Linked DNA regions of Mus musculus: regions 2, 3, 4 and 5 are each linked to region 1. A link is a contact called in public promoter capture Hi-C data. All regions are on one chromosome and are shown on one strand. Each heading gives the region's core, a stretch centred on a gene start, on an enhancer-like site or on the middle of the called end of the contact. The rest is flanking DNA. Distances are from core to core; before and after follow the strand shown.

The links. Promoter capture Hi-C pulls out the DNA fragments that hold promoters and counts their contacts. Capture Hi-C pulls out chosen DNA fragments and counts their contacts.
Region 2: a contact with region 1 is called in a promoter capture Hi-C map of liver, with 3 times the contacts expected there. The contact joins the promoter of Catsper2 here to the promoter of Rtf1 in region 1. A contact is called at or near these places in 2 of 39 promoter capture datasets (liver and pre-B cells), 1 of 484 Hi-C or Micro-C datasets (B cells) and 1 of 115 datasets of contacts at active chromatin or transcription factors (astrocytes).
Region 3: a promoter capture Hi-C map of liver shows a contact between it and region 1, with 2.6 times the contacts expected there. The contact joins the promoter of Trp53bp1 here to the promoter of Rtf1 in region 1. A contact is called at or near these places in 2 of 39 promoter capture datasets (cranial neural crest and liver) and 1 of 115 datasets of contacts at active chromatin or transcription factors (astrocytes).
Region 4: a promoter capture Hi-C map of liver shows a contact between it and region 1, with 4 times the contacts expected there. The contact joins the promoter of Adal here to the promoter of Rtf1 in region 1. A contact is called at or near these places in 1 of 39 promoter capture datasets (liver) and 1 of 9 other capture datasets (liver).
Region 5: a contact with region 1 is called in a promoter capture Hi-C map of pre-B cells, with 3 times the contacts expected there. The contact joins the promoter of Eif2ak4 here to the promoter of Rtf1 in region 1. A contact is called at or near these places in 1 of 39 promoter capture datasets (pre-B cells) and 1 of 484 Hi-C or Micro-C datasets (B cells).

The regions. Positions count from the first base shown.
Region 1 is chr2:119,673,669-119,676,491 of GRCm38.p6, reverse strand. It overlaps Rtf1 (RTF1, Paf1/RNA polymerase II complex component), which reads right to left and starts at 1,424. Exons shown (of 18, transcript NM_030112.2): 1 at 1,212-1,424. The coding sequence starts at 1,424.
Region 2 is chr2:121,412,377-121,415,199 of GRCm38.p6, reverse strand. It overlaps Catsper2 (cation channel, sperm associated 2), which reads left to right and starts at 1,408. Exons shown (of 13, transcript NM_153075.3): 1 at 1,408-1,784. Pdia3 (protein disulfide isomerase associated 3) reads right to left here and starts at 1,298. Exons shown (of 13, transcript NM_007952.2): 1 at 995-1,298. The coding sequence starts at 1,161.
Region 3 is chr2:121,270,048-121,272,870 of GRCm38.p6, reverse strand. It overlaps Trp53bp1 (transformation related protein 53 binding protein 1), which reads left to right and starts at 1,464. Exons shown (of 28, transcript NM_013735.4): 1 at 1,464-1,599; 2 at 2,163-2,347; 3 at 2,562-2,652. The coding sequence starts at 1,593.
Region 4 is chr2:121,140,603-121,143,425 of GRCm38.p6, reverse strand. It overlaps Adal (adenosine deaminase-like), which reads right to left and starts at 1,333. Exons shown (of 10, transcript NM_029475.2): 1 at 1,123-1,333; 2 at 772-902; 3 at 217-277. The coding sequence starts at 1,182. It overlaps Lcmt2 (leucine carboxyl methyltransferase 2), which reads left to right and starts at 2,728. Exons shown (of 1, transcript NM_177846.3): 1 at 2,728-2,823.
Region 5 is chr2:118,387,203-118,390,025 of GRCm38.p6, reverse strand. It overlaps Eif2ak4 (eukaryotic translation initiation factor 2 alpha kinase 4), which reads right to left and starts at 1,409. Exons shown (of 39, transcript NM_013719.3): 1 at 1,174-1,409. The coding sequence starts at 1,317.

The sequences.
Region 1 (2,823 bases), core at 175-2,674:
TGAGGTGTTTGTTTGAGACAGGGTTTCTCTGTCCTGGACTCATTTTGTAGACCAGGCAAGCCCTCCCTTTTCAAGTCCTAATTAAACCTGAGACCTCTAGTCTATTACTAAGGACTCCCAAGAAGCCTTTTATACAAATACTTTGTAGTTTATACCAACATTTTTTATTATAAACATTTGTTTTATGCAACTGTCCAATTCAATACATGAGGCTGATATTATATGTCCATTTTACAGTGGAAACCAAAGGTAAATGGCTAGAAAGAAATTAGGAATCAGAATTACAGATTCTGAGTTTAGTACTCAATCTACTCCATTTATAAAGCTTCCTACCCTTCCTTTATGTCATTTACTCATGAAACATGGAGGAAATCATCTCCTGATACCATCAGAGTACTACTACACAAACAGCTTCCTCCCTGCAGTGTTTTTTTAAAGTACAGAAGCAATGCCGGGTACTCCAAGACGCTAAAGCCACAAGTTACTTTCAGTACTTCTCAGATCTTCAAGTGAAAAAGAATTCTATGCTGCTGCATAAAAGAGGCTGAGCGCTTGGAACACAGTCTCTCTCTGCTGCCCTACAATTCAAACTTCCAGTTATCTGCCCTCTCTCCTCCTCCAAAGAGTTTTTTGTCAGACATCCCAACGAGAACCCATTTCGACCGTAAATGATCATAGTCTCCCCCCCACCCCAAGCACCACGAAAGCTCTTCGGGACATGTATGGGTGTCTCTCCTATGTCCACATGCCTGGTCTGAAAAACTTCACCTTCCAGAGTCCACACCTTCTAGACAAATTTTCCCTCCCACCGCCCCATGCTCACCCTTGCACCTCCTCCAAAATCTCTCAGCCATTGGGGTTGGCGGGCGATACTTCCTATCTCGCCCAGCCCGAATCTCCCTGCCTGCAGTCATGACGTCCCGATCCGGCCCAAGCAGACAGCGGCCCCCTTCAGTACCCCAAACCCCGAGGCCCATCAGCCCAATTCCCTGCCCCGCCTCCCGGCCCAAGGCGCCAAGTCCTCGGGGCTCTGTCTCCAGGCCTGGCCCGGGCTCCAAGGGCCTAAGATTCAGCGGGGAGACAGGAAGGGACTACAGTAGCGGGACGGACACCAGGCTGGCCGGGCGCTCGGGCCGGGCGACTCCCAGCTCCCGTGGCCAGGACTGAGCCCTCCCGCTCTGCCGGCCCGCGCCTCCGCGGCCTGCCCTCACCTGATCCAGGTTCTCGTCACTGCCGCTGTCTTCCGTATCCGAGTCGATCACGACACGGCCTTTCCGCTTCTTTACCATGGTGGTCCCCCGGCTTCCACGCCGGACGCCGCCCTGACTCCCCTCTTGCCCGCCTGCCAGTGGGACCGCCACTGCCGCCGCCGCCACCGCCGCCGCCACCGCCGCCGCTCGACCCACACAAAGGCGACCGCGCATGCGCGCTCCGCTCCGCCCCTAGCCCCGCCCCCCGCCTGGCGCACGCCGTTCGCCGGCGCCTGGCGCCCCGCCCCGCCCCACCTCCGACGCAGCGCGAGGGGCGGAGCCACGCGCCCGAGGGTTCCGGACCAACGCTCCCTGATCTAGCTGTCCGGAAGCTTCTGCAGTGTTGGAGTTGTAGGCTGCCCAGGAGTTCCCTACTTGAAGCGAATTTGAGCCTCCGGACCAGGGTCCACTCTGAGGAAACTCATCCATCTCCAGCCCTGGAATGCGGCCTCAGGGACCACCCGCATAGTCGACAGCCCCTGGAAATTGCTGAGAGCTTGGGTGGAGGAGCCAGAGTCCGCCTGCCTGGGCTGTTATTAGTGACAGCCTAAATGCGACCCAAAAACTAGGGAAGACTATTCCAGCGATAATCGGAGAACTCAGATTCATTGTAGGGAAGGACCAGGTGTCGGGGTGTGGGATGAGCAGAGAGGTGGCCCGGGAAGAAAGCAGTAATTTAATGAGCTATGCTAAGTAGTTTCAAACTCGCTTGAGTGTCCTGGGTCTTTGGTAAGGAACGACAGTGACTTCAACACTGGAAGAGAATGAGAATAGAGAAATAGATGGGTTCTGAATTATTTGCTAGTTGGGGCGCAGAGGAGGCAGAGGTTTCAGATTCTGATTTAGGAAGATGAGTGTGAGCTTTGTCAAGAAAATATGACAGAGGTTTGGAAGGGAAGAGGGCTGTATAGGAAATGTTTTATGTCGTTGAATTTGAAGTCATCTGACAAAAAGGTCAACGCTGGGAATGCATTTTTATATATTATTTATGTGCAGCAGGGTTTATATTAGGGAGTATTAACAGTTACAATTTGAAGTTGTTCTCAAGTCTTAGAACGCACTGGTTCACTCATTCTGATAGACAACTTTAGAATTCAAATCTTTCTCGACTAAGTTGATGAGGTCTTGCTTTCTTACTATCCCACTTTGACTCTCTAAGTTATTTTTCTCAGCTCAACTACAGTACACATCACATCCCTTGCCAGGTGTGGTAATTATAAACCCATATTTTTAGATACTTGGAAGGTTAAGACAGGAAGAACATAAGGAACACAAGTTCAAGGCCTGCCTAAGTCTGCATAATGAGTCCAAGGCTAAGACCCTGTCTTAGTCGATCAATCAATATATAAATAAATACCAGGCAATGGTGGCCCATGCCTTTAATCTCAGGACTTGAAAGGCAGAGGTGGGCAGATCTCTGCATTCCAGGCCAGCCTGTCTACAAATCAAGTTTCAGAACAGCAAGAGCTGTTGTACGTAGAAATCCTGTCTTGAAATGCAAGAGGAGGAAGAAGAAGGTGAAGGAGGAGGAGGAATAAGAAGAAATAAAGTATTGGATATAGCTCAGTAGTAG
Region 2 (2,823 bases), core at 159-2,658, 1.7 Mb before region 1:
TCAGAGAAGCTAGAGATGTTAACAATCCCACTGGGTCAGAAGCAAAGGTAAGTTACAGTGTAACTATCACACTCTGTCTTACTGATACTTTTGAACAGGTTTGAATTAAGGGTCATTGTGCTAGGAGGGAAAAAATATTGACATCCTCTAAACTGTATGCCCTTGTAATAAATAATTGGTAAATTATCCTATCCACTACTCTAAGTGACAAAACTAGAAATCCTATTTGCTCTCCCTTCCCAAGCAAAGTTTTTATTTGGGGTCACACCCACTCGATAGAACTTACCCTTTTCTTAGGTTAAGCAGTGGTAACTTTCTTATCCAGAATGTTATCATTTTCTAGAATTATTTAATACTGAAATTATGATAGGTCCTAGTGAAATAATTCTTGTTGGTTTACTCTTTTAATAAGAGGCCTCTGCAGCTTAATGTAAAATAGTGTAAGCCATGCCATGAACCAACTAATGGCCTGTCTCAAGAAAGCACTTAGGATCTTTCTGCAGCTACAGAGTGACCTTGGTTAGAAACCAATGGCTCTAATGGGGTGGAGACAAAAAGAGAAAAAAAAAAAACCCCAGAACCTCACCACTTAAAAGAGGACCTCTGCCTCCTCTCTGAAGGCTTTGGGATGCCAGCCTTGTCTGCAGACCTGGGGACACATACACTGACTCACCTAGATACTGAAAGATAGACCGGAGGGGGAGGGGATGGGAGAACCCTCCACATAGGAAGTGCTGCAAGAACGCGGAGGTAAGGACGTGGCCCTACCCTGGAGTTTAGGCTTTCTGCTTTCCGGATCTGCCCCCGTCCCCACCCTACCTCGTCCTCACCCCACCCCCCACCCCGGGCGGAGCGCCTCCCGGTTCCCCACCGACTGGCAATGAGGCAGCCGCAGCCAGGCCTGCTAGATAGTGGAGGGCGCCCGCGCTGCGTAGGCCCAACCGCTCCCGCGCCCAGCCGGTCCTCCGGCCCTGATCCCGCAAAGTGGCCTCACCAGGGGGCGAAGAACTCGACTAGCATGAGCCCCGCCGAGCCCGTGTCGGAGACGCGACTCTCGAAGTTTTCGTCCGTCAGTTCCAACACATCGGAGGCGGCGGCGAGACGGGCCGAGGCGAGCAGCAGCGCCACGCCCGGGAGCAGAGCTAGGCAGCTGAAGCGCATGGCGGCGGGTCGCGGTCGGAGGGCCGGGACCGGAGAAATGAGATGGGAGAGCCCGCAATCTGCAGCCGCTTGCCTGCGCTCGCGCGTCTGGCCCGGGCAGACCCGCTGCCGAGGTCCCAACCCCCTAGGCCTGCTCGGGGCCCGCAGTGTGGCAGCCGCCGATTGGCTGCGTCACGCAGCGTCGGGCGGGCGGAACAGCTGGTAACTGCCGATTGGCGGGCGCGCGGGGCGAGGCGGGGCGGACGCTTAGGCGAACGCCCGCCGGTCTGGCTGTGGCGGAGGCCTGGACGGGGGGTCGGTGGGAAGTAGGGGGCTCAGCGAAGCCGGAGCGGCCCTGAGCGCCACCCGCTGGGGAGGAGTGAAGCTCTGGGCGCCGGCGCGGAAGGCGGAGGGGTGAAGTCAGGGCTGAGTGGGCGGAAGTGAGGCCCGCGAAAGGGCTGGAGGGGAGCTTGAGCTGTCTGTCCGGCTCCCTCCCTCCGGGGCATTGGGGCGCGCACGCACTTGAGCGCACCGCGACACGTTTTCCAAATGTCAGGCTGTTGCTTTGTCCAATTATAGGGCGTAGTAAGTCTACATCCTGCCGCTGCCCTACCTCGTATCCTGCTTTGTCAGGTCCACGTGAGGTCTGTATTCTTTGTCCAGCCTTAGGCCTCTGCCCTCCCTGCCTGCTGCTCCCCCCCCCCCCATTGTTGTTTGTTGGTTTGTTTGAGAGGGTGGGTAGCTGAGGATTGAGCCCAGAACCTTGCACATTGCTGGGCAAGTGATCCAACACTGGATTACATCCCTAGTCCTCTTTTGACTTTTTGAGTCATGTTCACACCAAGGTGTCCAGGCTGGCCTTGACTTCATACTGTAATCCGCGAAGGTCTAGAACTTTCCATCCTCTGGCCTCAGCCTCTCGAGTGGCTGAGACTGATAGTGTGCACTACGTACTAATAGGCACAGGCTCAGCTTTCACCTTTTTTTTTTTTTTTTTTTTTTTTTGAGGCAAGGAGGATTGGCTGCCCTGGAACTCACTATATAGACCAGGCAAATGTGGAACTCAACAGAGATCCACCATCCTCTTGAGACTGGAATATCTGTCTACACTGCCTGCCTTTTAAACTGATTTTTGTTTGTTTTTCAAGATAGTTTCTCTGTGTAGCCCTGGCTGTCCTTCACTAGGCTGTCTTTGAGCTCTGAGATTTGCCTGCCTCTATCTCCAGAGCGCTGGGATCCAAGCCATGGGCCACCTGCCTAACATTTAAGCCTAATTTTCAAAAAGAAGTGTTTAATTACAAATGCTGTCAGAAAGTGAAAATAACCCGAATATTTAGTTAGCTGTGAAGATATTTCTTATGACTTTTGTTTTTGTTTTTTTTTTGTTGTTGTTGTTGTTTTTGGCTTTTCGAGACAGGGTTTCTCTGTGCAGCCCTGGCTGTCCTGGAACTCACTTTATAGACCAGCCTGGCCTCTAACTCAGAAATCCGCCTGCCTCTGCCTCCCAAGTGCTGGGATTAAAGGCGTGCACCACCACTGCCTAGCTTCTTATGACTTTTATGTCTTTTGCTTAGATGAAAAACAAAATCCGTACCGAACAACAACAAAATACCTTTGAGTCTTTCAATGTGTTTATTCTTAACTGCTCATAGCTTTTTTTGTGTGGGCTTCTTGAATCTCTAA
Region 3 (2,823 bases), core at 215-2,714, 1.6 Mb before region 1:
CTGTGGGAGTCAGCTCAGTCTGCCCAGTCTTAGACCTAGTTGGTCTCCTTCCTCTCAAGCTAAGCAGACTGATACACTTAGTGCTCTGCTATAGTTGAGGTCGGCTTGAGGTGGGGTCTTTTTTTTTTTTTTTTTTGATTGCATTGATTTGATGTCTAGTACTCAGTAGAGAAACTCAGGAGTCAATCATGAATGATTTTAGGATTAAGAGGTAAGATGTGTCTCTGTGATTTGGGTCATTTTTGCTCTACTTGTAAAACATTCTAGGATTGGAATTTTAGTTATAACAATAGATCCTAAAATTTTCAGAGCGATTTCGTTTAAGCTGATCCTTTTGTTCCCACAAGTAATGCGTATGAAGACAACATGCTTTGATTTTTGGGTTAGGAGAATATGATCACTGTAATTTATAGCAGCAGAGAGGAGATTGGCTGGTAGGATGCTCCTCTCTAAGCTTGGCTTATTTCAAGTGCTAAACTGGGCATTTATAGAAGTTGAGAATCATGTATGGGCTGTGCCTAAATAATTCTGAGTCTGGAGTAGAGAAAACCGCCTCCATTTTAATGCCTTCTATGTATATTCTTGGCACTGTGCTAGGTGCTTTCCCTCCTGACAGCTGCTTGGTTAGAATTCTAGCCCAGATCCAACGGCTCTTTAAATTAAAATGACAGTGAAACCACATATGTATCTTGAGCTCAGTTCATTAATAGTTGTCACAGCTGCCACACCCTTTATAAGACCCTGACACCATGATTAGGATAATTAAATCTCTGGGCCTGGATCCTTTAGGTCATTGAGTTAGTAGGGGTGACAGCTGTTCTCTTTGCTTCTAGTTTGAGGATTACAATGCTCAGTTCGTTCAATGGGAGGTGCAAAGCGTCTGGGGCTGCTGCAATTCCCTAAAAGAAAGGGCAGAGAGAGACAAATAGGGAAGCTTGAAAGGGAGTGGGAACACGAAGACAATATAAAACAACAAAATCAAAACTGCCAGAGACATAGAGTGGGAAAACGGAAGCCTTTAAATTCAGGCAGAGGTCTACAAATGGGATCCTGATCGACACTGGCAAACCCCACAGAGGCTTCTCTTCCATTTCACCATTTCAGAAGTACTAGCTCTCCTCAATTCTCCTCCTCTTTGCCCTTTCTTTGAAAATCCAGGAGACTCTCCTTTTCCACGGAAGTCAGTGAAGGGGCCGAAGCCCTCAAGTGTGAGTAGTGAGTACCCCCGTCCTTCAGGCAGGGGTTTTTATTTCATGCCCTCTTAATGTCCCTTCGGTTCAAGGATACTGTCATGCTGGCTGTATTAGGGGGAGGGCCTGCGACGTCCATGCTACCATGGAAACACGCCGCCGTGTTCCTTTTCTTACGCTGGGGGCGGGCACTTCACCTCAGCCACCTATCATCCATAGGATTTCCTGAGTGGCAGACAACAGCAGCGAATGGGCGATCCGATATTGCGTGACGTGACGGGAAAAGGGGGAGCTCGCGGCCAGTGGCGGCGGTGGCGACAGTGGCGACCTGGGGATCGACCTGGAGGGGCCTGGGCAGCGTGCAGAAACCTCTAGATCCAGCGCGAGGCACCTCTCGCCGGGATGCCAGGTAGTGCTGCGAGCGGAGCCGAGCTAGCGGGCCGCAGAGGCCCGGGTGGCGGGCTTGAAGGGCTGGCCGCCTGGAGGGGGCGGGGTGGCAAGCATGGCGGCGGTGACGGGGACGGGGTTGGAGGGCCGGGGAGGGGGTGGGGAGGCAGCCGCCGCGGTGGTCCTGAGGCCGCATGAGGGCCGTGGGCTTCCCGCCCGCCGGGGTTGCGAAGAGGTCTTCCCGGGGCTCAGTGGCGTCAGAACGCGGGGAGAGTTGTGTGGGGGATGGAAAGGGGCGGGGAGAAGAGGTGAGGAAGGAAGCGTGTCTGAGGGAAGGTGAAGAGAAAGGAGGGAGGGAGGGGGAGATCGAAGGATCCAGAGGCGCGGTGGTAAATAACGGAGAAATGAGGGCTGGGGAGATGGCTGAGAAAGTGCTAAGAGCGATTGCAAATGTGGGCTACTGGGTAGCCCTAGAATGGTCCCTTTCTCGATCTCACACTTCCGCCCCTTTATTTAGTCTCAGATTGTGTGTGGAAAGCTCAATAGGGTTACTCTTCGAACTGATCTTTTGTTATTCCATTCCAGGGGAGCAGATGGACCCTACTGGAAGTCAATTGGATTCAGATTTCTCTCAGCAAGACACTCCTTGCCTGATAATAGAAGATTCTCAGCCTGAAAGCCAGGTTCTGGAAGAAGATGCAGGCTCTCACTTCAGCGTGCTATCTCGACACCTTCCTAATCTGCAGATGCACAAAGAGAACCCCGTGTTGGTGAGTGAGTGATGATGCCCTGTTCAAGTTATTATTTTTTTCTGACCCCCCTACACCAAACTAACCCAGAAAATTAACGTGTTTAGTTGATTGTTAGCTTTTGGATAAAGTTGGTGGGGAACGAAAAATGAAATCAACGTGTTCTCACCCACAGAAAGGTCCCTGTTGTACTACTTTGTGTACTGTGAGGATCTTATGTGCTCATGTTTTCTAGGATATTGTATCAAATCCGGAACAATCTGCTGTAGAACAAGGAGACAGTAATAGCTCATTCAATGAACATCTGAAAGAAAAGAAAGCTTCAGGTGAGCAGTTGAAGGCTTGGCTCTCTGCAGTGTTTAAGGTCCTGTGGGGGCAGAACGATTTAAACATGCAGTTGAGATTATGTGTAAGGAAGCCTAGTTTGTTATCTAGTGTTCAGTAAGCCTTTGGATACCCGTGATTAGTTTGGTGTTGCCTCCATTTCTCAATTTGTA
Region 4 (2,823 bases), core at 84-2,583, 1.5 Mb before region 1:
AGGCCAATGTCTTACACTGACTTTTCAAAGAGTTGTCATGAAAAAAAATCTGTAAATTAATAGAAAAAGAAAGGAAAAAATAAAGAGGGGGAAGGAAGTGGGGGGAAAGAGCAAGCATCTCCATCAGAGCGTGGATGAAAGCCAAAGGACATGCGCAAGGTGAGCTGTGCACTGCTGTGGAAAGTCACGCCATTTTAACCTGCCTCTGTGTCTCACCATCAGGATGTCCTCAGCACTAGTAGTAAGCTGATGTATAACTTGGAACATCTGGAAACATCTACAAATGAAAAAAAAAATGTCTTAACACACTTCCCTCATCAAAACCTGTTACTCAAGAAAAACCCTCAGAATGGAATTAATTAGTAAATTTGAGGTTAATAGTAAGTATATATTTAAATTTACAAAGAACTATAGGATACACCTTTTTTCAAAATTACATTGATCTAGAAAGACAATTTAATAGCTAAAATAAGATATTACTTATTTATATTGAAAAGTATGAAACAGCCATTCCTATTCTTTAATCCTGCCAGGACTAGCAAATAGAGAAAAATCAATCTGTCTTTATTTTCAAATCTAAGGAACAACTCAATATGACAAACAATATAAATCATTAAACATACTGTCAGTCTGACAGTTGGAAAAGCACTGTGAGTTAGGTTATATATTTTATGCCAGATGTCTACCCTATCTAAGTATTAAAATCTGATTCTTATATATTATAATCCCAAAATACAGCCACAAAAAATTCCCACAACCTCCCAAACTCACTCTTGTAAAGTCCTTTTCTTCCCCTTGTCAATCATGGTCATGTGACCATGAACGTTAAGATGTGGCTTCTTGGCTATCAGTTTCTTCATGGTACTGGAACTAATGGAGCCATTCAAGTGGGCATGGAGCTCCTAACACAAGAGGACAATCAGTTCACAAGAGTCCACGAGATCCAGAGCCCCATACATCAGGCCCTGGTGGCCTGGTTCCTAGTTGTAGTTTATACTAGGCCAGCTACTTGGTTCAGCTATACCCACTCTACAATTTCTACCCATAAGCTTTACTTCTCTTTTGTGGAAAACAATACAAAAGCCATTATACAGTAACAAGAACTCTGTAGTTAATTCTTACCACTTTTGGTAATTGCAGATAAAAGTCTGTCTTCCCAGGCCACTGCTGTCCGGCCTCCATCACTTCAGTAGAAGGAAAAGTTTCTCTTTGCTCTTATTCTCGGCTTGGACGATAAACTTATCAAAGTGGGAATCTCTGAGGTGCTGGACTTCCTTCAGATTGCCATTTTAAACAAGACTTGCACTATGTGTGGCTCTGGGATCACTTTCACCTACAATAACAAATGTAACTATTTTCAGATCTAACATGCAAACAGAAACACAGTCACTGCTGATATCTTCTTTTTACACCTCCCAAGCCCCCTCAACCCCCTGCTCCCACTAACTTAAGTTAAGCAAAGCTAACTTAGGTGTGTCTGCAATGGGGAAATGACTAGTAAAAAAAAAAAAGAACAAGAAAAAAAAAAACACCCGAAAACTAAAAATCCAGCGTTCGTCTGTCCCTTTAACTCTGGGCTCCTTTAATCTACTGCGTAGGTCAGGTTAGCTTACACATGTAGCACGAATTTGCTTTTACAAGAAAACATGTTATTTCATATTTACGTCGCACAAACACTTTCCTTAAATGGGTTGGGTCTGTCAGGCGAAAATCCTGTCTCTGGATGGAGGGTAGTATTTGCTGCCTCCTGTCTCTGATCCTTCTGGTCGACTAGATGCCTTTATTAACATATCTTGCACGCACTGAATCATTCTGCCACACAATCTGCTCTTCTAAGACCACTAACGAGTTCCTAACCCTAAAACATTTTCCAATAACCAAATCTTCATAGAAAATTTTTCTTGATCCAGTTGGACTCCAGAACTCATACTCTCAGCCGTTACATACTACTGCTCTGAGTTAACCATTCTTCAAGTCTTTCTATTTCCTTTCCTAATCCAAGCAGACACTAAATTAGTAAATGATGAAGTTTCTACGCATCTCTGGGAGTGCTTTCTTACTGGTATCTCCTAAGCATCAAATGTAGAAACTTTAAAAGTCCAACCTGGGTTGCTTCCTTTAAACAACAACGCCACAGGGAATAATCACATCTCTTCTATAGCGATTTTCAGCAGACATACTCAATACCACATACGAATCACAGAATCTTGGAAGTGGAGGGGAGTGTCATTTTTACATGCTGAATACTTACTCACTGTAGACCTAGCACAGAATTTAGACTACATGAGAATAAACAGCACGTACAGGGGCAGTGGGTTAATAATAATCAGTAATTATCCGTAAAGGTCTCTTTCTTCACTTTCCATATGGCCTAATTTAAGATCTAAATGAGTTCTCCCTCGCAACGAGAACACTCAATAAAGGAGCAACTGTTACTTTTGTGCAAGGACCAATCTACTCTGGATTGCTTAAGATCCGAGGTGCTGGTCCTCTTTTGCCGGACCAAACCGGTATCAGGTCGTCAGCCTCCGATTCACCTAAAAATGTTCTCAAATAAGAGGATCTACACAAGTTTTTTTTTTCCCTGCAGAAAATGCCTGTACAAAGAGGTAACTTGAGCTCTCCAAGCGCTAGCTGTTACCGAAGCAGCTGGCGTGTTCCCAGGAAAACGTAATTTGGAAAGGGGGGGTGGGGGGGGGGAAGGTCAAAAAACCTCTCGCGGGTTTTGGCAGAGAGCGGTCTTCTCGGAAGTGACGCACCCAGAAGCGGATGAGCGGGAGCTCGGTAAGTGTTCTGTGTGCAGTATTGCTGAGCACCTTCTCG
Region 5 (2,823 bases), core at 160-2,659, 1.3 Mb after region 1:
AGCTGTAAATTCCTGGGCTAACTGGGATCAGCTGTAAATTCTTAGGATTATCAGTATCATTACCTAAAAGTGGCTGATGGTTTTCCTTCCATTTTCCTGCACCTTGGGAACATAAAACTAAAAAAACTAAAAAAAAAAAAAAAAAAAAAAAAAGCCAGCTGGGTCTCCCTGAGTCCCCTGCACATTCTGTAACACTATTCTGGTGGCCTAGGCCCTACTTCCTGGTTCCCTGGAAACAGAGAAGTTGCCAGATGACCTGTAGGTTATCTTACTATTTACAAGAAGCATGTATAACTGTATGTAAAGTTACAAATAAGGCCTAAAAAAGTAAGCTTCCCGCCGGCAGCAGGGGTTTTGTGCATGTTTTACCCATGACTGTGTTCCTAGCGTCTAAATCATTAAATTAAAAAGTATATTGGTTTAGTGGGAGAATCTTGGCCCTGACAGCTTAAGTAAAGCCTTTTCCTAAAGAAATACTAGATATAGAGAAAAGACAGACATTGTGAGTTAAAGAAGTAAGGCAGATGGAGGAAAGAAGTACTTTCAAACTTCAGGAACATTTTAGTTCGGCAGATACACTATTCAAGGATAGGGAGAGACTGTCACTGCCCTCAGCTTAACTTCCACACAAAAAAGGAAAGTGATGTTTTAAATAGAACTCGGTAAACACTGCATTACAGCGACAATAAACATGTTCTATACCTATTCCTCAAAAGTCTCGGAGGAAGGTACAAAAAGTTCTTCCACACAGGAAACGGGATTTACACAGTGTGACCTGGGAGTTTGTTTGCTGAGAGCACAAGACCTGGACCCACGCCCCCTAAGCATCCCCAGCACAAAGTAGCAATGAGTGACTATGAATGTGCAGTCACAACCCACCTCGAGGCCTGGGGCGAGTCAGTGTGGGGAAGAATGGTTGGAAGGACGAAGGGTGGTTAGGGGACGTCAGTGGGAATAAGAAGCACAGCAGAGAGAGGAGCCCGACCGGGGAAAAAAGAGAATTCAGGCCAGGTGCTGCCTTCTCAAGACCAGTGGCGGCGCAGAGGCAGAAAGTGAGGGTAGTGGAACTGCAATATGAAAAGCCTTTAGGATCTAAGTGGTCGCCCCAGACTGGAGGCGTCTGGCTGGGTTCCTAGACTGGAGAACACCGGGCCAGACCAACCACGTTCCTACCCGTCCGCGCGCATCCGGCCGCAGATCCTGGAAGTCCGAGCCGTAAATGGCCTCCAGGGCCTGCAGCTCGTGGTCCTGTCGCTGCGAATAGCTCTCCTGTGGCTCAGCCCGGCCGCGTCCAGAGGCCCCGCGGCCCCCAGCCATGGCGGCCGGGGCAGGCGCAGCGGCCTAGGCGAGGTAGCGGTGATTCTGGGGTGGGTAGGGGAGCTCCAGCCCGCGCCGTGACCGAACTGAGGGCGGGGCCTCGAGTCGGAGTCGGGTCTGGGGGAGGGGCCTCGAGCTGATGACAGGTCTAGGGGGTGTGGCTCTGCTCTGGGGAGGCGCTTTAAAGACAGGATCTCCAGCGGGAGACGAACCTGGGGGCGGAGTCTCGAGCTGAAGACCGACCTAGGGGCGTGACTCTGAGCAGGTGAGAGGGCCTTGGGCGGAGCCTAGGCCAGGAGGCGGGTCTGAAGGCGGGGTTCTCCGCGGCTGACTCGTTTGGCCCACTCCGGAGAAGGCCAGTGGGCGGGGTTTTGCTCCAACTTCTCATGGCCCAAGACTTCTAATAAAACAAGAGTAGGGGAAAGCTTTGCCTTCTTCCTGAGGGGAGAAATTGAGTCAGGAATTGCCAACACACTTTGGAGAGCCAGTCTCTTAGGTCAAAGTGACAACACATATTAGTTTTCACAAAACAAGTATGTAGCAGAAACAGGCGCTGGAACTCCTTCACCCTGCCTGGCTAGAGAGAGGAAAATTTTAGAGCGCAGTCATGAGTTAAATCGTTTATCTTACCTGACCTTCCCAGAATGAGACTACTGGGAGGAAAAAACCGTAAACCCTGTTTCCCACATTCGTTACCCTTGAATCATTAATTAAATGTCTCATGCATGCTCTCTGGACTCTCTGAAATTCTCTCCTTGCATTTTCAAATCCCACAAAGAGAATTATCCGACCAGTTCATTTAATGTAAATTTGAGCATTCACATTCATGTAAAATGTTGCACCCTACTTTACATACTTAAGGGATGTATTTGTGTCCATATGAGTCAGGGTCTCCCTCTGCAGCATGGTCTGGCCTTGAATTCATAGTAATCTTCCTACTTTATCCTCTCAGCGCTAGGATCATGAGACTGTGCCACCATCCCTATTTGACCATATTTTTTTTTCACGCATATAAGTAACCTATCTATTCAGACATTGCTATTGCTTTGTTGTCTACCTGCTGTAGCTTAATTCAGAAAAAAAATGCACTATCATGCCTCGAGTTAGGTTAGGTGACATGTCTCTGTCAATCTTGTTTGCATCTATCTTGTTCACTTAGTAATGTTGACTTAGGCATCTCACCTTCAGACCACTCTGATCAGACAAGGTAACACAAAGGCCTTTTAGAAACCACCTCCTCCCTCCTTCAGCTGGAGACCTGTTCTGTTTCCAGGGACCCCTGCCTGGATACATGGCAGAACTCAACAAACAGTGAAGATATTTGTTGAGTGCTGCCTTTTTTTTTTTTTTTTCAGCTCTCACATTCAAACTGTCATCATGTCCTCAGTTTCCCCCTAAGCTGCAGCCCATTTTTACCACCTCTTCACTGGCTCTCTATTCGGCCGTCTTCATCCTTGCCCCATGTTAAGCAGCTCTTCCTATTGTAGCCAAAGTAAAGTTCCTAAA